7 separate regions of the Mus musculus genome follow, and regions 1, 2, 3, 4, 5 and 7 are each linked to region 6. Evidence: chromatin contacts called from public Hi-C and promoter capture Hi-C data. All regions are on one chromosome and are shown on one strand. Each heading gives the region's core, a stretch centred on a gene start, on an enhancer-like site or on the middle of the called end of the contact. The rest is flanking DNA. Distances are from core to core; before and after follow the strand shown. Region 1 has its middle 33 kb from the start of Gm32237. Region 2 overlaps Gm32237 (a long non-coding RNA gene). Region 3 has its middle 140 kb from the start of Gm32237. Region 4 has its middle 90 kb from the start of Gm32237. Region 5 has its middle 56 kb from the start of Gm32237. Region 6 holds the start of Nbea (neurobeachin). Region 7 has its middle 110 kb from the start of Gm32237.

Region 1 (3,775 bases), core at 1,157-3,656, 550 kb before region 6:
AGAAGGTAGAAAGAGAGAGGGGGAGAAAGGCTAGAGAGAAAGAGAGTAAGAGGGAGACAGGAGAGGAGAGGAGAGGAGAGGAGAGGAGAGGAGAGGAGAGGAGAGGAGAGGAGAGGAGAGGAGAGGAGAGGAGAGGAGAGGAGAGGAGAGGAGAGGAGAGGAGAGGAGAGGAGACAAAGAGAGAGGAATGAGAGGGTGAGATTGAGAAGTAAGAGAAAGATCAGGAGGGGCCTAACAGCCCCTTTTTATGGTGTTTACTGTTGCTAGGTAACTGGGGAGGAGTTTAGCCTGAAGGTCAGAAGCTTCGGACATTGTCTATGAGACTTCTAGCCATCCTTCTCTTGTGGGGGCTATGGGGGGGGCGGTAACTTAGGCAGGAGCCAGAGTTCCAGGAGCACGAGGGAATGCCTACCATGTCATGTAGGTGCATTATGACCATCGGGGTTCAGACCTCAGCTCGACTGGAGACCAGCCTGTCTGTGCATAGCCCAATCCTCCACACCCTGCTGGTGCTTTATGATTCAGACAAATGTCAAGCATGAGTGTATATCTGTGTGTGTGTTTCTTTCTATGTGTGTGAATGTGTCAGTGTTTGTGTGTCTGTGTGTGTACCTGTATGTGCTTGTGTGTGTTAATGTGTGTGCATGTGTGAGAGGATTCATAGCCCAGAGCAAGCACTGTTGTAAAGACTTTGCCATTGTGTGCTGTACCAGGTATCAAAATGATGAACTTCAGTTGCGTGGGTTGATGCTGTCCATCAGCAACCACACAGCAGACAAGGACCAACTATAAGATACTCTACAAGGCAACACTAAAGAATGCCCAGAGCCACTAATTAGTCCTCATCCAGTGATTCATCTTGACACAGGCAGGGGCTGTCTCCACAAGTCACTAATTTGCCTTCTGCTCAGGAAAAGAAAGGGCAAAACCAGTTTTCTGGAAAAGCAAGGTTGTACCGCTCTGGTTCCATAAGCAAAGAAAGGACAGGTGTCCACATCAGGAGCAGTTGTCACCTTCAACAGAAGGGTGATGTGTGGTAAGAATGACACAGAAAGGTGGGAACTCATTTTCAAAGTTCTCTCTCTGCAGATGGTAATTCATTTTGCAGTGCTTCCTTTGCTATATAGAAAGACAGCTCATATTTTGCTCATAGGAAGTACTCACCAGTGCAACCGACAAGCTGCCATCACATATATATGTTAATGTAGAATGATTGACAGGTGATAAAATGCATGCATAAGCCTATATAAAGATAAAAATCCGGTATATATGTATATATAGTACATAGTCATATATTTACATATAGATGTATACAGTATATACATATACACATACACATACACATACACATACACATACACATACACATACACATACACATACACATATACATATACATCTATGGCTATATACATGCATGCATGTGTGTATACATAAGTATATATACACATTCTTAGCTCAGTGGAAGCTTAGATGCTTTTCATTTATTAAATCGATTAACAACTTCCTTAAATTTGGCAATTGTTATGCAATTTTAAAGAATAAGTATGGTCCAACAAATGATTTGTATCATGAAAAACATTCCACTCTAAGTTTTGAATGATCCAAGTTTCTCCCCATATTAAAAAAAAATAATAAACAAACCATCAGGGTAGAGTGGTGCCTCAGTCTCGGCATCCTGGAGACAGAGGAAGGTGTATTTCTATGAATCCCAGGCCAGCATGACCTACATAGCAAGTTTCAGGCTAGTCAATGCTATGTAATGAAATCCTGGGGGGAGGGTGGCAGGGGATAAGACAGACAGACAAACAGACATTGATGGACAGACAGGTAGAAAAATAGAAAATCAGCAGATCAAGTGTCTCTAGACATGCTTGCACTATTAGAATGTACAACCTATGTACATATGTACTAAGATGATTTTCGCCCAGCTAATCTGCCATTTTCTAACTAACTCATATGTAGCCACTGGCAAACAGTCAACTTACTCATACAAGAATAACAACAACCAAAACCACGGGTCATCATAAACAAACACATCATTTCAGCGACTGGCTTTAGTTGCTCCTAGACACAGCTCCGATGAGAGATGGGAACACTGATTGGAATTTCCTGTCCTCTGCATCCTTTGGTGGAAGATAGAAATGAAACACCAAAAGCATAGTGCCCAGGAGGAAGCGAAGCACAGAGCCTCCAAGGCTCTCTAACCTCTCAGCCTCACGTGGATACTCAGCAATTAACAGGCAGCCCTCACACAAAACACCACACTCCGGAGCAAACCAGGCAGCCTCTAAAACCTCAGTTACCAGGCACTTGCTCTCAGTGGTTCCACAAGCTGTATTGAATGGGTAAATCAAAGCCTGATTTGCCATCAGTGACTCTTAGTGTTCCCTGGGATGGGCTATCTTTAAAACATATTTCCATGGCAACCAGCTTAGAAACATATTTCACTAGAGAGTCCCTCGTGTTAGGAGAGCCAGGAAGACTGTTGGGTGAAAACCATCTTGTACATATGTGGCCTTTTCTTTTCAAAGTTTTTGCTATGAGGAAAGCAACTGAGGGCATGTAGGAAAATCTCTTAACATACATTGAAATCCAGCAGCAAGTCTCCTGGACCATGCCCAGCTTCTGGGTTATTGAGGAAAGTCAGTGTATTATCTTTGCTAAGGTCAACATCTCACAGTACAGGGCAAATGCACTCTGCCTCCTTCCTGAGGTTTTCCAACACCAGCTCTGGTGATGAAAGCCCACCTATGCTCTCCTTTTCCCAGCCCTAAATGCTAAGGCCCATCTGACTGTGATTATTTCATAAGCTTATAGGTGCAAAACTATGCTTGCTTAATGGAAAAACAAAAGCAAGGATAAGGATCAAACCTGGGTGTCTGGGACTTCACACCTACTCAGAAATTTTAAATTGCCATGAGGCCTAGGATTGACACATACTCTAGCAATCCTGGAAATCCTAAATTTTTAACCTTCTGTTAAAAAGACCCTGGATTCTCTATAAAACTTGCTGTTGGTCTAAGACCTATCTTATCCTTTTCTCGGGGACCAGGAGAAGTATTAAACTCTGTCCAGAGCTAGCACTCTGCCTAATTCCACAAAGATATGGAGTCTAGACTTTGGTGATTTGGTGGCAAGCAATAAGGATCATTCAGAGATTGTGTTTCTTTTACCCCCTGAGACACTATAAACTTACATGCCATGGCTTAGAGACATTATTAGCTTCTCAATGAAATGTAGCTCTGTATGTATCAGTCTCTTGTGAAACCAATCTAGAAAGAGTTTAAAACTGCTGAAAGAATAGATATAGAGTCTCAAAATGCACCAATAGAAAAATTACCTTGTTAGGTAACCTTTAGCCAAAAAAATGCTTAGACAAGAACATTTTGCTGAAAGACCTAGAATTTCAAAGAACAAGTTCAGCTTGCATAGGAGAAATTCCCAAGTTTGGAAGCAGAAACAGAATCTCCAGTGGTGTACAGTACTGGGATTTAGCCGTGGTTTTAGTGTCCTGTTCTCTATTGATTTGTGGTGGTCTCCATTTCAGCTTTCTTCATGATGACTATTGATCACCATGATAGATCATCTACTCAGTGATCTGAATTGATCATTAAATAGCAGCAATTAATAGATTAGCCAGTTGAAGATCTATTCATTTAGTGAACATTGTCATGGATCATGAGCCCAGGGGCATCTCAAGACTTCAATCTCCTACCACTCTGCAGGACCTCATGATTAGAAGAGGGAACTTCATGATAGAGAGTCAATACTA
Region 2 (4,377 bases), core at 285-2,784, 520 kb before region 6:
AAATAGATAAACAAACTGCAGTTGCTGATAAGCCATTTCCATAGTAAAAATTCTATAATTAAGGTAAGTGGGAAATGCCTGTCGTTACCCCTGTGATTTAAAGCCCTCCCCAATCCAATTTGCCTAGAATACATGTAGACCAAATTTAATAAACAGATGTCACCAACTTCTATTTTAAGGCACTGCTCCAGAGGAGCTGTCACCTTGGATGACAGTTGTAAAGCTGTTACCTGGAATTGGTGTTTTATTTCCCGTGAACACTTGAGCGTCATCTTTATGTGCGTAGGATGGAATGATTACATTGTACCTCCTGCTTTTAATGCAGCATCCATATTTCATAGGACCCAGGACTGTGGAGGAGGAAGGTGCTTCTGTGACATAAAGCCAAGCAAAGATAAAAGGCCTCCTGAAAACCAAATAGGTATTTCCAGATAACATAGAACCCAGAACTTCACTTTCTCTCCTATAAAAATCAAGAAAGTTTAGGGCAGTCTCTTCCCAGCTGCACACTGATATTTAAATTGAAAGCATTATAAATTTTGGAGTAAAGGAGAGTCACACCTTTGATCTTTCCACCATGTGTTTACATGTCAGGGATTAAAAACAAGAACAGTGCAATACTGGTTAATAACAATAATTATAACAGCAGCAACAACACTAATAAAAACAGCAATAATAATGATGTAGCTGGTGAATTTTGTGGGCATATTGGAGGATGGAAAGTTTCCACGTGGAAGAATAGAGTTTTAAGCAACCTTGAAAAGAGAAATGGAAAACCCTTTCCATTCCTGAATCAGCTCTCAATCTTGAAGGTGAAAGAAGACAAGGAATCTCGGATTCAGAAAATCAGAGCAGAGCAGAAAGGAGCACAGTGGGAGATCAAGCCATTGGGTATCAAGGACTCCTTGCTATAGCTGTAACTTCATAGCCCCAAATCTCTCAGCTTTGCTTCCAAAATCAACTAGCAACAACTGAACTAAGATTTAACCAGGTTAGGGTCTCCCACTCCCTGACATAATTAAGATGCCAACAGCTGTTCTTGATCAAGTCCCAGGAACTCTTAAACACACTCTGTCTTGATTCCTGAACCCATAATTTGAGCTACTGACCCCAGAATGTGTGACAAGTCTCTCTTCTGCATCACCTTTAATATTCCACCAACATGAGCATTACATCTGCCTCACTCAGGGGGCACAGCTACCACCAGCACCTTGAATTATCTGTCCCAGCCCTATGTTTGAAGTCTCTGGATTCTGTATACACATAAAAAGAAAGAAGGAAAGAAGGAAAGAAGGAAGGAAGGAAGGAAGGAAGGAAGGAAGGAAGGAAGGAAGGAAGGAAGGAGAGAGAGAGGAGGGGAGGGGAGGGGAGGAGGGGAGAGGAAAAGAAAAGAAAAGAAAAGAAAAGAAAAGAAAAGAAAAGAAAAGAAAAGAAAAGAAAAGAAAAGAAAGAAAAAAGACGTTCATCCAGAGTGCAGCATTTTTCACCTACTCTTAACAGAGGACTTTACCATGACTCATTCAGGCCTCTTGTCTAACTCACACAAGATTAGCCACGGCTATCCTTGAGGACTGTCACATGCAATCATTCCTGTGTTATTGTGTCATGGCTGCTATGAGAAATTGCTCCCAGAAAGATGATTTGCAATGGGTATTAGTCTCAGAAAGATAAATCCCTGACCTGGAAAAAGTGTTCGACAACTATTTCTTCCAATAAGAAGGTTCCATGGGATTTTGGCAACGGGGTATGGCTTTCCAAAATGGAAGAGGTGGCAGTGTCACCCAAAGCAGAATGAGTTGTAGATGACAGTGTCACGTTTGTGGGTAGTCACCAATTCAGGGAAATCTAAAATGTACTCATCTAGAGATCTCTAGAAACATGTTTTCTACTGTGTGCTACGTATACACATGTTCTTGTAGGTGTGTATGTACAGATGCATGTTTATGGGTGCACATGCACATATGTCTGCACATGTGCTGAAGTCAGAAGTCCACCTCAGGTGTCTGTTTTTACCACAGAAACTACCCACCTTGAATTTTTGAGACAGGTTTCTCAGTGCAACCTAGGGACCTCTGAGTGAGATACACTGTATGATTAGCAAGCACCAGGGGTCAGCCTATGTCTGCTTCTCCAATGGTAGTATTATAAACATGTGCCACTACATTCAGCTTTGTTGGGTTGGTTTGTTTGCTCCCTCCCAACCTGGGGGCTTCATTTCTGTGGGTGTCAAGGTTTCAATATGTAACTTTCAATGGAGCTGGTAAGTGACCATGTAATATGTTCTCTCCCTTGTAGCTGGCATGCCCTCCTGAATAGTTGGAAGCTACATAAAGCATGGATTGTCCTAAAAGTGCTGTCTTAGAAGTCTTAGAAGTGTCATTAGGCATCCTCTCAAGGGTACCAATAAGACTATGAGGTCCACATCAGCATCTCTATATCTCTATCTCTGCTTTTCCTTCCAGCTCCTCTTGAGGAATCAGGTGGGACAGTTTAAACCAGGAAGGGTACATTTCAGAGACATTGTGGTGTCTCCCAATGACTTCTCCCCTGTCACTGTAAAGCTACTTGGTGCCCCGAGGGCCAAGGAATGTCACGGTTACCTGCTTACCCCTTCCTCTAACATAGCTCTGCTGAGGTCCTTGGCTTTAAGCGTGACTTGCTTATGCTTTCCACGTGTAAGTAGATTTTTTTTCTCTTGCCTTGCATGAAGGCTAACTGTATTAAAGACTACTTGAAAAAAAAGGAACATTAATCACTTTGCTCTTCTTTAATAACAGCTACTCCATGAGTTTTCCAGATGAGCCCTCAGTCCTGGGTCCCAATGTACAACCATCTCCATTTTCCAGATGAAAATCTATGTCTGGAAAAAAAAAAAAAAGAACTCAGCAATAAAAGTAGCAGAACCAGGCATGACATGATGTGGTCTAATTTAGACAATTCTGAATGGAAACTTTTCTTTTACATTTTTCTTATTTCCTTTTTGCTTTCTGAATTATTGGTCCCTCCTTCACCCAGAACTATTCCAAGACAACTATTTACAAAGGAAATTAAGATTATTTCAGAGAGAATGAGCAAAGCAATGAGCCTGCATTTGATTTCTGGTATTAAAATTGAGAACATCTATGGATATAGTGACTTACTAACAAGCTAATTCTGTTGTGGTCTATCCTGGAGAATTCTCTTCATATTTTTTCCCCTCATAATATAGGTAGAAAAAAAAAGTTTGTTTGAGCAACATTCTGGTGGGGTCTTGACTACTACAGCAGACCAATGACACTATATCATGGAATGGACAAGGGAACCGAGGAAACGGGGAAAAACAATAGAGGTAGAAAAGTCATAAGGAGAAACCAGTACACTGGTCAAATATAAGCTTCAGCCTAGAGCAGGCATGTATTAAATAAGTAATGTTTGGCTAAAATCCCAAACCTCAAAAGAGAATTTTCTCATATGTTTCTTCTAACTGCATCTCTCCCAACAAACCTAAATCAAATTAGTTGTTGGGAAAAGTGAGCCCGGAGGTTTAGCTTTCCTTGGCTCCCCACAATTCCAAATAGCACAAATAGGAGCAAAGCAACTGGAAAGCTTGGTGGAAACCATAGTTCAAAACCTCTCCATGGAGACGATGCTAGCCACATCCCAAGGATGCTAGGCACAACCCAGGTGGGATCCTACTAAAAGTCACCTTAGAGGCTCAGAGACATCCGATTGCTCATGAGAGATGATTTAGGGAATATGACTTGTGAAGACCAACAAACACTAAGCAAAAATATATATATTTACAAACAATAGTCAGAATGCAGTTACGGATAGGTTAGGGGCAGAGGATACTGCTCCAGAAGTCAGGAAGCCAAGGCACATCATGAGCAAGGTACCTAAGTTTGCTTTAATTCTGAGATCCTGTAAGTATCAGCATTCTTAGCACATGCCACATAATTTCTTTATTTGAAGCTAGATGCTAAGCAAGGGGTGACAGATAAGAAGGGGGACAAGGCCTACATTTTCTCCAAATCAGTGAGTTGGAAGTGCTTCTTAAATGGAAAATCAGACTGTATTATAGCCAGACAAGGAAAGTTACTTGTTAGTCACCTCAGTTAATTTATTCCCAAGTATCCAACAACAGAAAAAACATGTATCGTAGAATTTAAAAACAAAACAAGTCCATATAGACTGCCCATGACAACCACCAGTTCAGGAGTGAAATTTGCAATCTGAGCTGTGACAAATCTTAAGAGAATTAGGAAAGAAATGAGAGAATGAACAAGAGAACTGGACATCTGTGTCAAGATGAGCCTCTGAATGGGATAGTTTGTGCCCACAATGAGCAATGGAAGTCTCAGGTGGAACATTTTTTTATTATATGTGTATACAAATTTT
Region 3 (4,227 bases), core at 1,169-3,668, 650 kb before region 6:
GGAGAGGAGAGGAGAGGAGAGGAGAGGAGAGGAAGAGAAGAGAAGAAGAGAAGAGAAGAGAAGAGAAGAGAAGAGAAGAGAAGAGAAGAGAAGAGAAGAGAAGAGAAGAGAAGAGAAGAGAAAAGAAAAGAAAAGAAAAGAAAAGAAAAGAAAAGAAAAGAAAAGAAAAGAAAAGAAAAGAAAAGAAAGCATTTTGGCCAAAGAATCAAGGTCATTTGTTGATGTACAAATGTTAGGGATCCAGGGAAAGAAAGCAATGTATAGAGGTTAATGGATTATTTTTTTCTCCGCTGAAGATAATTTGTCATATATTTTTGTTATAAAGACTGTCTTCTAATGTATAGAAGTTAGAAGTAATTAAATAAAAATATAATAAGATGAAAACTGTAAACCTGATTAAAAAACTAGATATGGATTACAAGGACCACATGAATGCCTCCCAAGAAACAAGATGCTGTACAACAAAGTCAGGAATGATGAACCAATAGAAAACCTCCCCATTGTATGCCGTGGGGAGGGATGCAGAGCACACATACTGTCACCGGAAATGTTCCAGAGGCGTGCGTGGGACATAGACTAGTAAGTGAGCTGACAGCTTATCTAACGTGAAAACAAATCCAAGAAACATGACTTAAGAAGTAGTGACAGATGATAAGCCTTTATAGTGTTATGGCACAGGTGGGTAAATTAATACATGACTAAGCAGAACCTGACAGATAGATCCCTGAAGTACCATTGTGAGCTTTTACAAGGTGTATAATGAAAAGCCCTTACATTTTCTCTTTACAAGTTGGAGACATGGTGTAGAATAAGACAAAGATTGGGGACAGAAAGACATATCTGGGCTCTGGGGATTTATGGAAGAGATATAACATATGATATTGAAAACAAAAGCACACAATAATAACATTTTAACCTTGCACCTGAGCCTGAAGTTTTATGGTTGAAAAGCTAATTTCTGTATAGCTAAAGCTCCCAAGGCTAAAGCTGGAGAAAAGGAAAAGTTCAAATGAAAGCATGAGGGGACCAAAAAGAAATCTTGGTAAATGCCTTTTCTCCATGAAATGCCATTATGGTTGACATAGGTCATTCAGATATTCATGAGCTATGGTTCTTGGTCTCCAGATGGTTATGCTCTGGCAGTGCAGGTAAAGTTATGCACAAGAAATTCTGGAAGAGAATAAAAAGTTGAGTGATATTTCTCAAGATTTGTTTGATTTAGATGTAGGCTGCATACAGAAAGAATCAGTCCCAAGGTTCTGAAATAGATTTGTGTTGTATTTCTGAAAGTGATTTAAAACCCCATCCTATGTGGTCACTTCCAGAAAAGTAAGAATAATAACCCATGTCACTGGCTAATGTCCCAGGAAGTCCCTCTAATTATCAGGAAGCACTGACAGTTAAAATGACACAACAGCAGTGTGAAACCTTGACAGTTATTAGATGGACCTGGATCTTTGAAAAATCTGGGTATGGACAGCAGTGTTGTAGAATTTTTAAATCACAATCCAGAGTTTTTTTTACCCTAATCATTTAATTCCCAGATAACAGACTCACAACTTTTATTATTTACAATCAGCCTTAAACAGCACAAGAGCTGGGCAGATAGATATCTACCCTCTATGCTATTAGAACCTACTATTCTATAAATAACCCTGAGTTATTACTTACTACATTTTATTTGGTCTGCTGTTAACTTCAATTGACCAACCCTCAGGTGCATATGCACCAATACATGCATGACATGGGGATCCCAGGAGATGGTGTCACATCCCTAGGAAATGACGTTAGAGACAGTTGTAAGCATACATGTGGGTGCTGTGAATAAAACCCTGGTCCTTCTGAAGAGCTGGCATTGCTCTTAACTACTGAGCCATTTTTCCAGACCCACATGTATTTTGACATATACATAGTCTCACAGTAATTTTATTGTTTATGTGAGAGACCAGAGCCAAAAACTTGGCAGAACTTGGAAGAGCTCTGTGAGTTTAAAGCCAGTCTGGTCTATATAGTGAGTTCCAGGCCAGCCAAGGTTACGTAGTAAGACCCTGTCTCAACAACAACCACAAAGGAACTCACATCACACTTACTTTTCATCCTCCCTGTCCCTGCCCTCCCTCTCTCTCTCTCTCTCTCTCTCTCTCCCCCTCTCTCCCTCTCTCTCTCCCTCTCTCTCTCCCTCTCTCTGTCTCCTCATGTGGCTCACACTTCCTTGGCACAGAGTTCACAATTACACTACACATGGCTCCTCCATGTCATACCCAGAATTTATATATTCCATCCCAAACCATTGGATTTTTATGTAGCCTCAAGTACACTGTAGTTTCTAAGACTACCTCCCATCCCCCACCCCGACCTTGTGAGACGATAAAATTGGGACTGTGTCTGCAGCTTGGTGAAATGCTTTTGAAGCTCCTTCCTATTCATAGCCCCATCCATCATTACAATATTTGTATCCTCAAGATATGACAAAATCTTCCCCCCAGTCCTTATGTTCTGCGACCAAAATAAGAAGAGAAATGAAGTTTTGCTATCTTAACTTGAAACTCTTTAATTATATGGGGGATATACATATCTTGGTTTATTCAGTCTCCAGCAACATATGATGATTCTTGGAATTTTATAAGCCTTCCAGATATCATGTATTTCAGGCTTCAAAATGGCTTTTCCCTTTTCGTGTGTGTGTGTGTGTGTGTGTGTGTGTGTGTGTGTGTGTGTGTGTGTGTGTGTAGTGGGGAGTGGTTGGTGATTTCTCCTCTCTGGAAATCTTATTGAAATTCATTTGCCACCCTTGTGGTGATGGGAGGTGGAGCTTTTAAGTAATGCCGTTCTCAGTGCACTGGGAGAGCTACTGATCTTGTTTGCTTCCTGTGTTGTGTTTTGTCTCCTTTGCACACACCCGTTGCCCTTCTGTTGTCCTTCTGTTTTCTGCTGTGAACTGTAGCACAGAGACTACATGATCTCTGGCTTCCCATCCTCCAGAATCGGGATCCAAAATAAACCTCCTTTCTTCATAAACTACACAGTCTTTTTTTGTGCATATAGATTTTTTTTTATTGCAGAATACTCATTTATATTTATGGAGTACAGTGTGAGTTTTTGCTAGCATACAACATGATCAAATAAGGATGATCTTTGGCCAAATGTTAATTATGATTATATATGTTGATAATAATCAACCTTAGCTATTTTGGAATAGACCACAGGTTGTTAAATACAGGCACTCTGCTATACTGTAGAATACTATATCTTATCCTTCTAATTTTAATTTTGTATCACAAACCTCTGCCTTTTTATCTTTGCTCCCCTACCATTCCCATTTACTGGTATCACTCTTATATTCACCACATCTATAAAATCCAGTTGATATATATGATATATAATACATGTTATTTATATACATGAGAGATTTTAAACATTGGAATGTTGATGAATGATTTGAAATGCAGTTATTTCTTGCTTTCTTCCTTCCTGTAATATTTTACTTTATTAGAGAAGTGACATTTGTTAACCACACTTAACACTGTAGACTTCTTTTATAGGTAAGAATGTTGAATTTGGAAGCTTCTGGCATCCAGGTGGTGAAAAGTCACTTGTTTTTCACTATGCTTTAGCAACAGAAAGTGACCTATGCCAGAATGGGTTAGGGTTAGGCTGTGTGTTTGGGACAAATTTAGAAACACCTATCTGAACGTTAAGACTTTGGAGCTAGACTACTGAGTTTAGAAACTAGCTTTGGAGCTTTGTAATTGGGTAAATTTTCCTCTGTTTTTCTCACATATGAAGTGGGCATAAACCTCATGGGTTTCTTCTGAAAACTAGAGTCAATTTATGCAAAGCACTTGAAATAACATCTCACATATAATAAATCCCTTACATACATTAACTCCAATGCCCACAGTGTTTTTAGAAGCAAGGTTTTTTTGTTTCTTGTTTTTTGGTTTTTTTTTTTTCCATCTCAGTCTGAAACAGAGAACTGGCTTCTTTCCTGAATCCAAGTAAGCGGGGATAGTGGAAATCTCAGATAAGCCTCTGGGAAGAAACACACTGGCAAGGAGCTCTTGCAAAAATCCTAGTAGGCTAAAATATAAAACTTTTACTTTTATTGACAAACACAGTCTTATGAATAAATAACCATATTTGGATTGTTGCATATGAGTTATACTGATTTGCCATTCTTTTGAGTATAAAGAAGAGGGAGAGATTAACATTCCACCAATTAGAGAT
Region 4 (3,754 bases), core at 25-2,524, 610 kb before region 6:
CTACAAGCTAAACCCCAATTACAACCTTCTCACAGAAAGCAAACCATATTATGATAGAAGAAATAGAGAAGAGGGTTAGGGTTGAATGTTTAGTGATTCCTTTAATTTGTTATCATTTTAATGTATGAAAGAAAAATTCAATCAAATGAGTCAAAATAATTATCACAAGACCCCAAGGTCTAGATGGGAGAAACTTGTGTTTAGAGACTAGATTTTTCAAGAAGGCACATGTCTGTGGGTCCACCACTTAGAATGCTGAGGCAAGAGGATCATTAGTTGGAGACAAACCTGGGCTACATTGTAAAACGCTGCATGAAAGAGGGAGGAGAAGGGGGAGAAGAGGAAGAAAAGAGGAGTAAATGTTAGATTTGAACTGAAGCGTGGTTGGTTCAGAGTTCAGAGACAAAGGCTCCTATGTAAGATGCTCAGGGAAGCCCCTCTTAGCATTGATTATCACTGGGCTTTGGACTTATTCTTTGTAGAAAGTGCATATTTAAAGATTAGAGTATTTCACAGTCTTGTGTCTAGATTTTAATGCAATGTTGTATTGAATATGATTTAAGTAATTACAAGAAACTATAATCTGAACCAGTAGATTCCAGAAAGTATTCATATACCAATTAGTGGGATCTGCTTATATGGGATTGGTCAAAGCTTGTTAGTATTTGTGTCTGCTCCCAGCTGCTGTCAGATTCAGTAGAGGAAACCATGCTCATTCCTGTGTCTAAGGTCCACTACTACCCAAATGGAAAGGGTTTGGGGGTCATGTGTTCATTCTCCTGAAAAGATTTTCTCTTCAGAAGAAAGACACATTTCCATTTGAGTGATACACAGATACAAGACACCATGGATAAGGGTGGAGAGCAGCTGAATGGAGAGAAGTTCACGTAGGTGGATAAAGGCCATAAAATTGTGAATGACGGAACACAAATAAGTAGTAACAGGGAAAAACAACCTTCTTAGTGGAAACTTAATGTCACAGGGAAGATAACAGACTTTTAAAGTCTGCTTTAAAAGCTAGTTTACAAAGAGAACAAAAATGAACCAGTATACAAGCTGACATTGACACTTATGTGTGTTGAAGCTGGTTGAAATATAAAGGGTTGGTGAAAACACTTCAGAGACTTTGCACATAGGTGGCACTTTATATTAATTTCTTTGTTCTTCCAAGGTTACATTTCTTACAGATTGTCTCAATCTCTTTACTCCTCGAGTAGACTGGCACTAGACATTCTGCAGTCTCACCAGCACCTTGGACAGCACCAACCACCCATGAATGGCTTAACAAAATTCCAGCACAGATTGAATTATTTCAGGATTTTTGCAGCTCTTCTCTGTGTTAAGCTTTAGTCAGAAAACTGCATTTTTATTGAATTTCTCCAGTTAAAATATGGCAGTAACTCGCCAAAATATGAAGAGGAACAGTCTGGCTGACTGTTTATAGCAACACTCCGGGAATAATTCCTTGTCAGATCTTGATGAGCTCTATCTGCTCTGAGATGTAAGGAGAAGGATAAAAGGTGTGAGTTACAGAACTGAGCCAGGTAATTATGCTTGCTGGAGAGAACAGCAGATGGAAGAAAACAGTATAAAAATATAATAAGAACCATAATCATTGTTCTTTACAGAATGTAAAATCTATTTAGAGAAAGGGACAACTGAAGCAAGCAAACATGGGGAAGTCACACATTCCCTCCAATAACAGAGCTATTTTGACAATGATGAAAGGCGTTACCATCATTACCAACAAAACATAATTAAGCCTCATTATACCTTATTTTTGTTTAGCTATCCCAAGAGAAGGGTTTTAGTTCAAATCTCCTTGACAAATTCATTCCCACCTAGCTGATTTGAAAATGTATTTTAATGTCAGAATCAGGAGATAGGGCAGAAATCAGTATGAATATATATACCAGTGGATATGACCTACTGAGAAATATGTCATATATACCATAAAAATAGCATCTGAACATAGTTCCCTGTCTCTTTAACACATGTGACATTTTTCACTCAGACTGAATATGCGTGGAGACCAGGGAGTTGCTGGAAATGTGACTTCAGGCAGACAGATGCTGAAGAACCAAGCACAGGAGTCTACTTGGCCCTTTGACTTTTGCTGTCTTTGCTTGTTCTGCATCTCCAGGATGAAAGTGGTAGCCACCTCTTATTCATTTCTTTCAATTGTCATTGTTCATGGTAATTTTAATTTATTTATATCTGAAAGGTAATGATTTTTTTAATTAAGGATGACATTGGTAAATAAAAAACAAGATTCCTTTATTATCTGAAGAGAAAGAGCTGTCTAAAGAAGACCTCAGAAAGGCAAAGGCTAAATACTTTATAAACTCTCATCCAAGGAAACCAGAATTCCTGTGGATGAAGGGGAATAAAGTATTTTAAAACAAGGCCTTCACTGGTTCTGAGAAATTACTCAGTGGGTATAGCTTTTTGTGGGATACTCACATGGGAGAAAGGAAAGAACCAACTCTCACATGTTATCTTTTGACCTCTACCTGTGTGCCAAGGCATGTGTACAAAAGAATACACATGAAAATAGATGATAGATGATAGATAGATAGATAGATAGATAGATAGATAGATAGATAGTCAGACTAACAAGTAAACAAATACAAATAAAAATTTTAAGTTTTTTTCTTTTTTTCTTAGGTATTTTCTTCATTTACATTTCAAATGCTGTCCCTGAAGTCCCCTATACTCTCCCTCCTCCCTGATCCCCAACTCACCCACTCCTGCTTCCTGGCCCTGGCATTTCCATCTATTTGAGCACATAACCTTCACAGGTCCAAAGGCCTCTTCTCCCATTGATGGCCGACTAGGCCATCCTCTGCTACATATGCAACTAGAGACACAGCTCGGAGTTAATGGTTAGTTCATACTGTTGTTCCTCCTATAAGTTGTTTTAAAAAACTGAATATATCTGTTTAATGGTTCCTGGTTCTAGTCTTACTAACAGAGCATGCTTATATCAGACAAGGAATGATCATTACAGTTTAATATGAAAATCTGTGGGGAATGTTATCATATGAAGAATAGAGAAAAAAAAACGGGAGGTGGGAAAGTAGTATACAAAGAGGGAAGGGGGATGAATGGCTAAAGGGTAGGAAGAAGACAGAAGATTCCTAAAAAAAAAAAAAAAAAAGACTTTGAAATTCATATGCCTTCATTGATATGTTTAAATCTACAAGCAAGAACTGAAGACAAAAATGACTGAATTCATTCTGTCAATCACTTCAATGCATGTAACAGGGTTTTTCTCCCATATCTTGCCATTATAACAGCAAAGATGAGAAAAGATATAGAGACAGAATACAGTTTCAGAGCTTCATTCATGGGTCTTGTGTCTGATCCTTTGTTATTTTCTGTCTTTGCTTTCTCCCTTATACATCTATGATATAATAATCATATTCTACTCACACCCTAAGCACTCTATGTACAAGATTAGAGCAAAGAGATTAAGAGCAACAATGCATACCTCAACAGGAAATGGACTCTAACAACACATGGGCACTCCTACAACAGCTCACAACCCTTTCCTTCCTTTACACCTTCCCTATCCCTTTGCTGTACCCAGAATTGCTTTACTCTCAAACACTTAAACCTTGCTATTCCTAAGTCTTATAAAGTTCTGCAAAAGTCCTATTACCCATTCAGCTTTCCTCAACCTTATTCACTAACAGCTTAAGAATCTGCCATTCATAAGAGCAAAGTTAAAATACAGATTTTCAGAAGATAT
Region 5 (4,188 bases), core at 1,516-4,015, 570 kb before region 6:
CTGGACAATGGCTGAACAGATGTCAATGGCTAGACAGATGTCAATGGCTAGACAGATGTCAGTGTAGTTGTTACTCCTACAAATATCAAAGAAGGAAGGCTTCATGGGGACAATGTGGCCTCACCTTTGTAAAGGCCAGTGGCTCTCTAAAAGCCCAGGGTGCCTTATCTGGCCTCTCCAGTCCTCTTAGATGGAGGTCTCTCTACCAGGTTTGCTACATGAATTTTTCAAGACTGTTCCCATGCTTGGAACTCTTAGACCTCGGTGTGGTTGACAGGGGCAGATCTTTCATCCCTGCAGTGCAAGAAGCTAAATTCATCATTTTTAATTGACAAGACATTTCTGAATTTCAGCAAAGCAAACAGGGGAACAACTAAAAGTCACTGAAAAAGCTGCCGGGAAAGGTCGGTTTCTCAAAAGGGCATTGTGTTCCACAGGAAGCCCAAGTGAAACGGGCACATTTCAGGATGTGTATTCCTTTATGCAGACATGCCTTGTTACCCACGTCACCTGTGCATCATGGAAATGACATTTTCACTGGTAATTACAATTTTTTCTCTCAGAAACAGAGGAAATGATCACGTGAGAGAAATGGACCCAAAGGCTCTGTATCCTAAGAGCTCCAGGTTTTCTCCTCTTCACATGGTAATGAATACCCCAAATATAGGATTACAGAAGAGAAATTAAAAAAAAATCTATGGGATTTTGAAGGTTCCAAAGTCTAAGTGCTTTAACACTGGAGACTGGGCTATCAAAGTAAGCACTGGCAGAAGAAAAGGGAGAAACACACACACACACACACACACACACACACACACACACACACACCTTCTGGAGCTGCCCAAGCATAGATGCTCTTCTGAGTAGCAAAAGGACATTAAGGAAGTAGGGGTGATTTGCATATGTGGCGCTCCTGATGAAACATGCAGGAAAACAGAGACAGAGCTATAGGTTCAGTGCAATACAAGTGGCATATAAATGAGGAAATTACATCAAGAACTCAGTAATCCTTGGTTTTTAAAGATTTGTTTCTTACTTATGAGCATGTATGTGTTTCTGGGGAAAGAGAGTATCCACAGAGGACAAAAGAAGACATTGGATCCCCTTGGATCTGTGGTGACAGAAGGGGTTGTGAGTTGTTTAGTGTGGGTGCTAGAACCAAATTCTGGTCCTTTCCAAAAACAGTATGTACTCTTAATGGTTAATCTTCTTAACCCCATCTTATCTTTATTCAATGAGAGAAAAAAACGTAACCATGTTACAGTATTAATCTGAACTAAGCCTCTTCAGAGAGAGCTAATCACACATTCTTCCTTATTTTAACCGTATCAGTATGGAACAACTCCTCCCGAGTGGCTTCTTGTGCTTTGCTAAGGAGTGTGTGCCCTATATGTTTTGATGTTCAGCACGGAGTGCTTATTTAAGCCTATAAATAGTTCCAGGCTCAGATTACGACTTTCAGGGAAAGATCAGATGGACTCTTGCCTCCAACCTCTTTTGGGGATCATCTCCCAAATTTCTGTGAAGACAAGGCTGCTTTTAATGTTAAAACTATTCCAGGAACTTCTGTAGCAGAATGGGTTCTAGGAAAGCAGAAGATGCTGGTCCCCTAACAAAAGAGAGTTAAAAAATAGCTAGGTCCCCTACAGCAGACAATCTTTGCTCAGCTTTCATTTCAATTTAGAACTTGGATGTATGGGAGGAAGCCACACAATTCTAACATTTTTATCGATTTTTAAAATAGCTCTGGTCCACAGGCCAGCCCCCAGGGACAGACAGAGGCAAAGAATATGCACTTGAAAGCAGGAGTATCAGGTCTTCCTGGGCTCCTCACATCATGAGTTATGTCCCAGAAAGAATCACAGAGAGAATTGTGGAGCGAGAACCTGATTCTTTCTCCTGTAAACCTGCAAGGCTTCAGGGCACGGGGTGGGTAGAGGCTCTTCTCATTGATAACCCAAGCCACATGTGTCATTGCTGCATGATTACTCTGTCCTCTTTGCTAACAGCAAGAATCCTGTTAGATGCACTCAATAGAAAAAAGATTAGTACATTAGGTCTGTTACACTCAGTTCTGGATACAGATGGACTCTAAATTCCCCCAGTACACCCATTTACCCCAAGCAAGGAGTATGTGGGCATTACCTGTGCTTTCTTTGGGAGAAAAAGAAAAAGAAAACCCAGTTCTGGGATGGGCACTCACTGTTTTCTGTGATAAGACTTTCATAGTTCATGAAGGCCTGTCCTCTGACTATGAGGGTAAGCCATCTGTCTGCGAAGCCTCTTGTTAAGGTTTGAAATAAATCATTAAGACCGTGAATGAACCAAGGCAGGATGCATATCCTGTATCAGATCTACCGTGTTTGTTTTAGGTGTTGTCAGAGAAGCTGAAGGGAGGGAGTGAATAGGGCAGCTTTTACCCACTCAACTTCCTCGGTTAAATAGTAGAAATTGCCTATGATCAATCACCTGATGCAGCATGTCTTCTCTTTCTTGAGATTTGGGAGTCTAAACGGAACCAATCTTAGAGGTTCTGAATTTAAATGACTGAGCTCAGGTGTAACTTTCAAAAGTGTATGTTAGGATTTGTGTGGCTTTGTGGTCATGTACCAGAGTTTTTAGAAGATAGGGTTGAACCAGGGTCACAGTTGCAGACCAGCAGGGGGCAGATGGAAGCCAGCTGCCAAGTCAGAGATGTCAGACTGCTTGCCATGTGGACCAGTGACAGGAGGCAGACAGCCCAGACAGAAATAGCTGCCATTTATCAGCATGTCGTCATACCACTTCAGCAGGAAGCCACCGTACTTCATTTCCTCTAGACCAGGTCACCAGGGTGAGCCTGAATGCTACCAGGAAACCATGTAGATTCCTAGAAACCCGAGGGAACCAATAAAACAGAGCATTTGTTCTGAGTAAAAACCAAGGGATGTAAAAGAGCTTTTCCATAAAAAAAGATGTCTGGAGTAGTGTGGTCAGGCTTCCTACAGCATGTGACTGAAGCCATCGGCTGTCCATGTCTAGCCAAAGGGGACCATGTCCTGGAAACATTTATTTATGTATCATTCTGCCTCAGCACAGAAAACTCTCTGTAAAGGGGGCGTGGCAATTTAAATGAGTGCCCCTTGATAGGCTCATGTGTTTGAACGTTTGCTCTCCAGCCAGTGGTGATATTTTGAAAGACTGTGTGAACTTAGGAGGTGGAAGGAGGGAATTATGAGAGATAGGATTTCAGACTTTCCAGCCTGGCCCTATTCCCTGTCTACTTTCTGTCTCTTGACTGTGGATGGAACTGCCAGGACCTTACACGCTTGCCACAGGTCTTTCCCACCTTTATGGTCTATATCTTGAAAGCTATGAACCCAAACAAACTGTTCTTCTAGCAAATAATTTGTCATGCATTTTGTTACAGCACCAAGCATGTGCAATGCTCCTATACATGTTTTGCAAAATATGCCAGAGTCTATATCTCTCAAATTTCTCTTTTTCTATTTTTATGACTCTATAGAAAATGTCCAGGAGTTTTGATATCCTTTGTCTCCTTTTTACCCCTAATTCCAGACTTCAGATTGCCCTTCTTTTTTTCAGAGCAATGCAATATTCCATGATGTAAGAACATCTACTTGCTTGGCCTTCCACACTTCTTTCTTGCTTTTGTCACACTTGTAAGTGCCTGTAGTCAGTCAAGTATTTTATTTAGTTTACTTTATGTTTCTATGACAGGTATTCCAGAGACTGGGTAACTTATAGGGAAAATATATCTACTTAGCTCATGTTTCTGCAATATGTGATGTTCAAGATGAAGGGGATGCATCTAGTGAGGACTTTTGAATATATTGTTCATGTTCAAAGATAGAAGGGAGATAGATGATAGACAGACATGATACAGAGGGAGACGGAGAGAAACAGTGAGACAGAAAGAAAAGGGGGAGAGGCATGGAGTGGGGAGAGGGAGTAAGAAGGAATCACATTTGCCTCATAACAAACTAATTATTCAGAGTTCTCATGACTACCCACTCCTTTCAATGCTGCTGCCTTGGAGATAGAATATTCATCTTATGAAGTAAAAAGAACAATTCAAATCAGATGGGGTATATCTTGGGGTCTGGTCCAGATATGGTCCAGATCTTGGGGTAGATAATAAGCTACAAAGAAACTGAAAGATATGGAAATGAGAAACTAGGGTACAAC
Region 6 (3,803 bases), core at 773-3,272:
GAAGTTCACATAGCCTGAGTAGATTGCACAGATAGTTAAAGGATGATTCAGAACCATGCCCAATTTTTTTTTTTTAAAGAGGGCAAGGAGCTGATAATCTACAGAATACATTACTAGCAAGCTTAAAAATATTTCTGAAATTTAATAAAGTGTGCTTTTTCTACTTTGAGCAGGGATTATTTTCTTTACCTGTTCTTCATCTCCAGTAACTGAAAACGAACAAGGAAAACAAAACTGAAATGAACACACCTATTGCCTGAGACACATAACAGAAAATTAAGAGCAGTCAAAGGGGTGTCAAGCTATGCACTAAAAAAGGAAAAGGGAAGATCAGGTTGTCAGTCTCTCTCAAAGCTCTCATTCAAGATGTCTAGAATAAAGCAAGAAGTACAACTTACTGTATATCTATTTATATGTACTTCATATATGTACACATCAGATATGTATGTGTGTGTGTATATATAGATTAAGATAACCTTTCAGCTTGGATTTTATAACTTAAGAGAGATATGGCATTTTAAATTTGCAACTGAAGTAGTTCTTATAGAACTAGATGATGCTTGCCTGAGCCAGGCACAGAAATTGTTGGTAGTTCTAAAAGTCACAGTTCTTTTTATTGTTTTTGTTTTCTAATACAGGGTTTCTCTGTGTAGCCCTGGTTGTCCTGGAACTAAAATCTGTAGACAGGGCTGTCCTGGAATTTAAAGATCTGCTTGCCTCTACCTCCCTAGTGCTGGGGTTAAAGGCTTGCTCCACAACCATCTAGTATCACTGGAATTCTTAATTGCCAAACTCTGAAGTCTTAAGGCTCTGCAAATTCCTCAAGCAGTTTTAATGATGTAAGCATGTTATAATTCCATTACTATTTTGTTTAAATAGACATACCAATTTACCACTTTTTTCAGGTACTTTTGTGCAACTACTTTAAAAAATTAATCAATTCAGTGGGAGTTTGTACCACTAATAAACATATAACCAAGAACTAATTGAAAATACAGGTATTAAGAAAGTTTGCCCTATGGTACTTTTGAAATGTTTATAAGATCCTGTATCATGGGAGTTACCAGTCAAAGAAGATGAATAGTAATAAATTATGCATTATGATTCATTTGTATACTGACCATTTCTTTGTTTGGGATGACAATTTAAATGATTTGAATACACCTTAGGATTTCTAATGTTTCTGGTGACTGGCAATATGTCTTTATCGAAAAGGGCTGACCACTTGAAATATTAAAGAAACTATATCCTTGATGTCAAGGAAGAAACCACCAGTCATACTTACGTGGTTTTAACTCAGTGCCATCAGAGATATTGCCATGTGCGTGTTATAATGTTTTCAATTGAAATTTTCTCACGGACTAAGGCTGGTCGTGAGGACCTCCAATGTATTTTGATAATTCATACAATTCTTGTGAACCTCATACGCCTATGGAAAAGGGAGATCACCCACCCACTGGCATCATACCTGAGGATCTTTGGGGATTTCTAGCAGGGGATTTGCTGCACCTACCCAACCACCTCATGAGGGTAGTCAGGGAGGCGAGTTCAAGAACTAGCTTGGCAGAGAGGCTCCCGGTTTGACAGCATCTATTTTAAGCCGCGCCCGTGTGAGCAGGTGTCAGCCTCTCCACGGGCTGTGGCAAGAGCCCGGCGACATTGGGCCTGTCTCCAGACCCCCGCAGCGAGGTGGGGCCGCGGACCCAAGGTGGACCAGGAGGAGGCAAAGGCGGCCGGGAGCAGGTGGCCCTCCACTCACCGCACGTGGCCCGCACGGCGAGGCCGAGGGGGAAGGAGAGCGGACGGGCGAGCCCTGTCCTTCCCCTCGCGACTCCTCCCCGCGCACCTGCTCACCTGTCGGCCCGGTCCCAGCGCGTGGGGGAGGGACGAGGGGTGAGGGATGCGGAGGAGGAGCGCCGGGAGAAAGAGGGGGTGCAGCGAGGACTCCGCCCCCCCCAAGCTGCGCGCAGGCGCAGTGGCCGCTACCGCAGGCAGGGGGCGGCAACATGGCGGAGTGAGCGGCGGCGTCGGGGCTTCACAACAACAGCGGCGCCGGTGGCAGCGGCCCGAGCTTTGGCCCCCGGCGGAGGGCGGAGGGCCGTGCGAGACGAGGCGGCATCCTCGCGGGGGGCCGGGCCGGCGGTAGCGAGCCGGGGAGATCGGTGCAGAGAGCGCCGAGGCGATCTGCGAGGAGCTCCGTGAGGCGAGCGCTGAGGCGGACCGTGAGCTCGCTGGGGAGACAGCTGCGGCAAGCCCGGGAGGAGACCTCGGAAGCGACCCTTGAGGCTGTCCCCGGAGGCGGTCGGCGAGGCGCCGCGCACGGCTGCCGGGCCCGGCTGAGGCGCGGACGGGAGCGGGCCCGGCGCCGCGGCGCTGGTGGATGCTGGGGCTGCGAGGCGCCGGCCGGGGGGCGGGGGCCGCGGCGGGGATAACGGAACCGGCGGAGGCGGCGCGGCGGCGCTGCACAGCTCCTCAGCAGCGGGGCGGATGGCGAGCGACAAGCCGGGCCCGGGGCTCGAGCCGCAGCCCGTCGCGCTCCTGGCCGTCGGGGCCGGCGGCGGTGCAGGCGGCGGAGGCGCCATGGGGGAGCCTCGGGGGGCGGCCGGCTCCGGCCCGGTGGTGCTGCCGGCGGGCATGATCAACCCTTCGGTGCCGATCCGCAACATCCGTATGAAATTCGCCGTTCTGATCGGACTCATACAGGTCGGCGAGGTCAGCAACAGGGACATCGTGGAGACCGTGCTCAACCTGGTAAGCGCCCCCCCTCCCAACCCCGGGCGTCCGCGCCCTGCCTCCCCGCGTCCCTCAGCCTCCTGTCCGTCCGCCCGCCCGCCCGCCCGCGCGCAGCCACGGCCGCGCCACCTCCCTCCTGTCACCCGCGCGGTGCCCAACTCAACCCGGCACTTCCGACGAGTGGTCGGTCCTTAGGGCCTGGGCCGTGAGTGGAGGTGTGAAGCGGCCCTCAGGTCCTTTGGGAGTTTCTTCTCCCCATCTCTTAATTGTCCGTGTTGTGGCTCTGAGAGGGTGACAGCCCGGCCCCTAGAGCCCGAGTCCCCCCAAGCGCCCCAGCCCCCACCCCCTCCCGTGCTCCTGAAATGGGAGAAGCGCACTGGTTCCAACTTGAGCAGCTGGGGTGCTGGGTTTTCCAGGGAGGACGACGAATGATGCAGATTTTGCATCTGTCTTTAAATACATTCCGTGGCAGTGATGGAGCGTGTTGTGCCTGTACTCACCCCTACCTCCATCTCTAGGCAATCTTCACCTCTTTGTAGTATCTCTCCAGATATGCTGATCTCTTACCTTTACGGGTGTGGGGCGCAGAAGGTGTTAAAATGTAAGGGGGGCACCGGATCTTACAGGTTGGTTTCTATGGTTGCGGTGGCTTGAGGATAAAGACCAGAAGAAAGATTTGAAAGGCAGCCTAGGTTTTGGCTCCTTTCATGGTAAGAGAGTTACTGCAGAAGTGTGTATGACTTAATGTTCTGCGCTAGCTACAGAGAACCTAAACAATGTTGAAGATGACTTGGTCCAGCAGAAGGAGAGGAAGAGCCAAAATAGAGCATAATTGAGGCTAGGTCATGGCTTTTGCGCTTTGCAAATGCATTTCTTTTGTTTTTGGTTTTGCCTTTCTTCAGCAAAGCTTCTTAAAAACCCGGCTTCCTCTGCATTGTCTAGCCTTTGACATTCAGTAAGGCTGGGTTTGGGAAGGCAAGGTGTGAGTCAGTAACAGTCAGTTGACCATTGTATTTGGTGTGAAGTCGCAGGAATATAAAGAAAAATGCTTGCTGGGGATTTTTATAACA
Region 7 (4,224 bases), core at 1,529-4,028, 630 kb before region 6:
GCAACAATAAACTTAATGAAAACACAAGTTTTTTCTTTGGAAAGGTAAACTGTAAGGTGAGGTAGAGAGGGACTACTACTATGGAGGGTCTAAGATAGGACTGGGAAAACATGACATTCCAGGAAATAAAAGAAACATTCAAAGGAATTTGGGATTTTAGAGACCTTGGAGAGTTCAAAGCCATATTAGCCCAGCCTGACTGTCCTAATTAGTATTAAGATTTTCATTTCTCATTTAGTGTCCATTTTTCTTTGTACAAAGGTAACATCCTTTACCTTGGAAAGTACAATCCAACAAGGGAAACAAATTTCATTGGCATATTTCCTGTAGGATGTTTTTAAAGCTGCTTACTTTATTGTGTCCTCTATTATGCTCAGATTTTAGGGGCACCCTCTGCCTTGTTTAGTCTCAACAACATTCTCTGTCTAACTGCCTTTTTGCATTAGTTGGTAGTGGCTGGCTTTCTTTTAGCAGTCTTGAATGGGGGTCCCCTCTCTCAGTGCTTGTAGCTCAATCCTACTGTGCCAACTATGGGGATAATAGAGGAAGCTGTTTGCCCTTCAGTTACAAGTCCAGACAAGCTGTAGTTATCCATGCCCCACATGTACCCAGGTAGAAAAAATCAGAACATATAAATTATGATGCTAGATGCTTATTCACTTAAGAATAATTGACCATATTGATCAATTTTATATAATCCTCCTAACTAGCGAGATTGTTTGCTTTAAGTACTATTTCCATGGGCTGATTCTGGCCCTTTTAATTCTTAAAATCCTTCATGGCTAATTGGAAATTACTTAGACTTCAAGGTCAGTTTCTACATATATTTACTGAGTCATTAGGCTGTGACTTGGAAAACACTCAAGTTCTTAAATAATTATAAATACAAAGTAAATTAAAGGGACTGATAATCACAATGAATGTATAATTTAAAAAATCCAGCTGTATATTTTTAATAATCAAAACATCCCTTTTTAAATTAAAGAAAATGCTTGAAGTTTTCGCCAAATATGATTCGGCAGGTTAGTTCTCAAGTACACACACTGATGACTTTAGGAATTACAATGTGTTTATCGCCCTGTTCTGGGCTTTCAAATCCCTATTGAATGCCTCTAAGATAAGGCTATCAATGTCTATACAGAATCACAGGCTTCTAGAGACCTGGGAGAGTCTTGTTTTCAGGATGAGGGTCCCTGTGACAGAAAGGACCCATAGAGTTCCATGAGGCAGGCTCTTCCTTTTCCCCATACCTTTACATTTGATGGACATAAAAACTTCATTTTTTACTCCTTCTGTAAGAGCTAAACTCATTGGTTCCTATGAAATCTTCTTCTTCAGGATCTAGCATTTACCACCCATATTCCATCAGGTTTTGGAATAATTGTATCCCAGTGTCTATAAACTGGTATCTCTCAACAACTTGTGTTCTAACATTTTAACAACTCTTAACTTTCTGAGTTTCATATGACAAATATGTGACCACAGATCCATACATCTAACAAAAGTAGACCTAGAAGCTCAAAAGTGGTGTTTAGATGGATAGAACCTTAAACCAAACCACAACACTTAGACTTTAGTATTCTCTTTACAATGACTAGTCCCTTCCCAAATGTTTCCTGTGGGCAAATAGGTGATTGAAAAGTGAAAAAAATCTTCCTTTTTGGTCCTTTAGATGTGATCAGGCATGCCAGAGTCCAAAGCTGAACAGATCTGTAATCACCTTTATCCATTCATCTAGGTTGTTGACACATTTAGTGGACGAGTCTATTGTGTTGTGTACAGTGGGAAGTATGGGGACATGGCCAAGACCAAGGAAGATAAAGCTCCACATATCTACTTGACTTGTACAAGCAGAAGACATAGTTAAGCTTCCTGTAGAGTGTGAGAAAGGGAGTTATAAGATGTGGACCATCTTGAGTAGTAGATAGATTGTAAGAAAACATACTGTCTGAAGAGATGCTACTGAAGTAAGGAATGAGGACTTGAAGGATCAAAAGAAAAATATAAGCCAGACATACTATCATTATGTATTTTAGTTAGAGAATTCTTTTTTTTAATTTTTAATATTTTTATTATATATTTTCCTCAATTACATTTCCAATGCTATCCCAAAAGTCTGTATGAGAATTCTTTCTTAAAGCAAAGTCATTAAAGGAATGACTCAACAAGTGAGGCATACTTGTCTTATAAGGAATAAGTCAGAAGACAGCTCTTCCTCAGTCTCCTATCACCATTTCAGCCTATAGGGGGCAACAAATATTCCCTTTATTATTATATTTTATATATTATTTTACTTTATTTTTTGAGACAGGATTTCATTGGTTACGTGGCTGTCCTAGAACTCGCACTGTAGACTAGGCTAGTTTCCAAGTCATAAATCAGCCTGCCTCTACTTCCTGAGTGCTGGGGAGCCCATAGGTAATCACTCCACATTTCTCTGCATTATTACACAGGCTTGGAGATTTGGACATTTTTCTCAAAAAACCTGAGCATTGACACAGATTTCCATCCATCACCTTTATGTACTGAAACACCACTCCCAACTGGCATCTGCTCTGTTCTAGTCAAAGCTTTCATGGTCTGTATGTGGGCTATACCTCTGTGAATATTTGAATTAAGACTAGATCATTAGTGACAATGCAAATGCTGCTTAATTGCATCTAAATATAGTAAGCCTTAATTAAATATTGAGAACTTAGTATTCTCTTAGGACACCTACCCCACTCCTGGTGGAGGCTTCCAGACTCTCTGCCTTCTGTCAGTTCATTCCAATTCTGTGCTGCGTGGAGCAAACATGTGCAGTTGAAATGTTTGATGAGACAAGATGCATTTTCTGTTCTCATGTTAATAGCAATAAAATATTTCAAACAATGGAAAAACTTCAAAGTAGTAAAGTGCTTATTTTGGGCTGGCTGTTATCAGTTGTGAAAACAACATTTAGGTTGTAAATGAGAATAATCAAATTGTTCCCACTGTGGTACAGAAAGCTGTATTTGCAGATGGGAAGTGTCTAGCCATTTACTCTGTGTCATTTTTCAAATAGATCTTTGGAACAAACATCAAGATTTTTTTTGGTATAGAATCTAGATAAACTGTCATTCATTTGTCTTGAATTTTTCTTTTAAGTTGAAAGTAATTCACATACTTCAACTAAACATACTTACTGTTGCTGCTTATTTATTATTTATTTATTTGTCTATCTATCTATCTATCTATCTATCTATCTATCTATCTATCTATCTATCTATTTATTTAGTTTAGAATCACTGTAATTTAAACAAGACAGAGAACTTTGGTAAGCCTATTATTAAAAAGACCATTAAAGCATCATCTCTCAAATGTCAAAAAGAGCAAACATTCCCTGACAGAATCCAGATAAATGTAAATGATTTACAGCTTTGATCTCTAGCTTGATTTTACTAGAACTCCATTTTAACAGCCTGTGCCTAGTCGTTTAAGAACCAAGTTGTATGCCACTATATCAAACAGGCAACATAAAAGAGAAAGTGACGAATTAAATAACATTTCCACAAGATGATATTAAAGATCTGGAAACTTAGACTAGGAAGAAGTTATACATAGTGAGCTGGTAGGAAGCAATGGAAGAAACAACACAGGTGATTAATGAGCAGGAGACACATGAGAATAGAGATCTCCCACATCACCTCCTGATTCATACCTATACATGAAGTCAACTGAACATAGCAATTAAAGAAAGTCAAGGTTCTGTGACTTTGACAAATTCCCTTCTCTTCTTTACTTTCTGTTATTCCTTTTTCCTCCCCTCATTTTTTAAATCTTCTCTTCCCTTCCTTCAAGCCAGAGTTTCACTATGTATTTGTCTTAGTTAAGGTTTTATTGCTCTGAAGAGACACCATGACCACAAGTCTTATAAAGGAAAACATTTGAGACTGTCTTACAGTTCAGAGGATTAGTCCATTATCATCATGGTGAGAAACATGATGGCATGCAGATAGACATGGGGCTGGAGAGTCCTACATTTGGATTCACAGGCAGCAGAAGAGACAATGACACAGTGGGCCTGGCTTTAGCATCTAAAACCTCAAAGCCCACTCCAAGTGACACTTGTCCTCCCACAAAACCACACCTCCTCCAACAAGAACAAACCTGCTAAATGTGCCAGTCCCTATGAGCCTATGGGATCATTTTCATTCACTATCACATACTATTGCCTAGCCCTATAGGTTTATGGCTGTATCATAA

Evidence for each region. Promoter capture Hi-C pulls out the DNA fragments that hold promoters and counts their contacts. Hi-C and Micro-C count contacts between places; a contact is called where the count stands out from the background.
Region 1: a promoter capture Hi-C map of hippocampal neurons shows a contact between it and region 6, with 6 times the contacts expected there. The contact joins the enhancer-like site here to the promoter of Nbea in region 6. A contact is called at or near these places in 4 of 39 promoter capture datasets (hippocampal neurons, liver and maxillary cranial neural crest), 1 of 484 Hi-C or Micro-C datasets (cerebellar granule neurons) and 8 of 115 datasets of contacts at active chromatin or transcription factors (the NIH/3T3 cell line, VIP interneurons, embryonic forebrain and 5 more).
Region 2: a promoter capture Hi-C map of the SN4741 cell line shows a contact between it and region 6, with 3 times the contacts expected there. The contact joins the enhancer-like site here to the promoter of Nbea in region 6. A contact is called at or near these places in 5 of 39 promoter capture datasets (the 3T3-L1 cell line, the SN4741 cell line, liver and 1 more), 1 of 484 Hi-C or Micro-C datasets (cortical neurons) and 8 of 115 datasets of contacts at active chromatin or transcription factors (astrocytes, embryonic forebrain, embryonic hindbrain and 5 more).
Region 3: a contact with region 6 is called in a Hi-C map of cortical neurons, with 4 times the contacts expected there. The contact joins the enhancer-like site here to the promoter of Nbea in region 6. A contact is called at or near these places in 2 of 39 promoter capture datasets (maxillary cranial neural crest and second pharyngeal arch cranial neural crest), 2 of 484 Hi-C or Micro-C datasets (both in cortical neurons) and 5 of 115 datasets of contacts at active chromatin or transcription factors (VIP interneurons, astrocytes, embryonic forebrain and 2 more).
Region 4: a contact with region 6 is called in a promoter capture Hi-C map of hippocampal neurons, with 8 times the contacts expected there. The contact joins the enhancer-like site here to the promoter of Nbea in region 6. A contact is called at or near these places in 7 of 39 promoter capture datasets (the 3T3-L1 cell line, cranial neural crest, embryonic stem cells and 3 more) and 6 of 115 datasets of contacts at active chromatin or transcription factors (SST interneurons, embryonic forebrain, embryonic hindbrain and 3 more).
Region 5: a contact with region 6 is called in a Hi-C map of the N1E-115 cell line, with 9 times the contacts expected there. The contact joins the enhancer-like site here to the promoter of Nbea in region 6. A contact is called at or near these places in 5 of 39 promoter capture datasets (the 3T3-L1 cell line, embryonic stem cells, hippocampal neurons and 1 more), 8 of 484 Hi-C or Micro-C datasets (the N1E-115 cell line, adipose-derived mesenchymal stem cells, cardiomyocytes and 4 more) and 8 of 115 datasets of contacts at active chromatin or transcription factors (VIP interneurons, astrocytes, cardiomyocytes and 5 more).
Region 7: a promoter capture Hi-C map of hippocampal neurons shows a contact between it and region 6, with 6 times the contacts expected there. The contact joins the enhancer-like site here to the promoter of Nbea in region 6. A contact is called at or near these places in 5 of 39 promoter capture datasets (the 3T3-L1 cell line, embryonic stem cells, hippocampal neurons and 2 more), 2 of 484 Hi-C or Micro-C datasets (both in cortical neurons) and 6 of 115 datasets of contacts at active chromatin or transcription factors (VIP interneurons, embryonic forebrain, embryonic hindbrain and 3 more).

What each region holds. Positions count from the first base shown.
Region 1 is chr3:56,729,687-56,733,461 of GRCm38.p6, reverse strand. No RefSeq gene overlaps it. Among named protein-coding and RNA genes, the nearest start is that of Gm32237, 33 kb to the right of the region's middle. Within about 2 kb of position 2,406, at least 14 of the 459 cell types and tissues checked have an H3K27ac peak or open chromatin away from gene starts, as enhancers often do. A contact at or near this core is called in hippocampal neurons, where this site is marked.
Region 2 is chr3:56,703,433-56,707,809 of GRCm38.p6, reverse strand. Gm32237 (a long non-coding RNA gene) reads right to left here. Exons shown (of 2, transcript XR_375685.2): 2 at 2,745-2,860. Among named protein-coding and RNA genes, the nearest start is that of Gm32237, 7.2 kb to the right of the region's middle. Within about 2 kb of position 1,534, at least 8 of the 459 cell types and tissues checked have an H3K27ac peak or open chromatin away from gene starts, as enhancers often do. A contact at or near this core is called in the SN4741 cell line, where this site is marked.
Region 3 is chr3:56,835,497-56,839,723 of GRCm38.p6, reverse strand. No RefSeq gene overlaps it. Among named protein-coding and RNA genes, the nearest start is that of Gm32237, 140 kb to the right of the region's middle. Within about 2 kb of position 2,418, at least 3 of the 459 cell types and tissues checked have an H3K27ac peak or open chromatin away from gene starts, as enhancers often do. A contact at or near this core is called in cortical neurons, where this site is marked.
Region 4 is chr3:56,786,956-56,790,709 of GRCm38.p6, reverse strand. No RefSeq gene overlaps it. Among named protein-coding and RNA genes, the nearest start is that of Gm32237, 90 kb to the right of the region's middle. Within about 2 kb of position 1,274, at least 15 of the 459 cell types and tissues checked have an H3K27ac peak or open chromatin away from gene starts, as enhancers often do. A contact at or near this core is called in forebrain, hippocampal neurons and second pharyngeal arch cranial neural crest, where this site is marked.
Region 5 is chr3:56,752,383-56,756,570 of GRCm38.p6, reverse strand. No RefSeq gene overlaps it. Among named protein-coding and RNA genes, the nearest start is that of Gm32237, 56 kb to the right of the region's middle. Within about 2 kb of position 2,765, at least 12 of the 459 cell types and tissues checked have an H3K27ac peak or open chromatin away from gene starts, as enhancers often do. A contact at or near this core is called in the N1E-115 cell line, VIP interneurons and cerebellum, where this site is marked.
Region 6 is chr3:56,181,920-56,185,722 of GRCm38.p6, reverse strand. It overlaps Nbea (neurobeachin), which reads left to right and starts at 2,022. Exons shown (of 58, transcript NM_030595.1): 1 at 2,022-2,751. The coding sequence starts at 2,488.
Region 7 is chr3:56,809,240-56,813,463 of GRCm38.p6, reverse strand. No RefSeq gene overlaps it. Among named protein-coding and RNA genes, the nearest start is that of Gm32237, 110 kb to the right of the region's middle. Within about 2 kb of position 2,778, at least 2 of the 459 cell types and tissues checked have an H3K27ac peak or open chromatin away from gene starts, as enhancers often do. A contact at or near this core is called in hippocampal neurons, where this site is marked.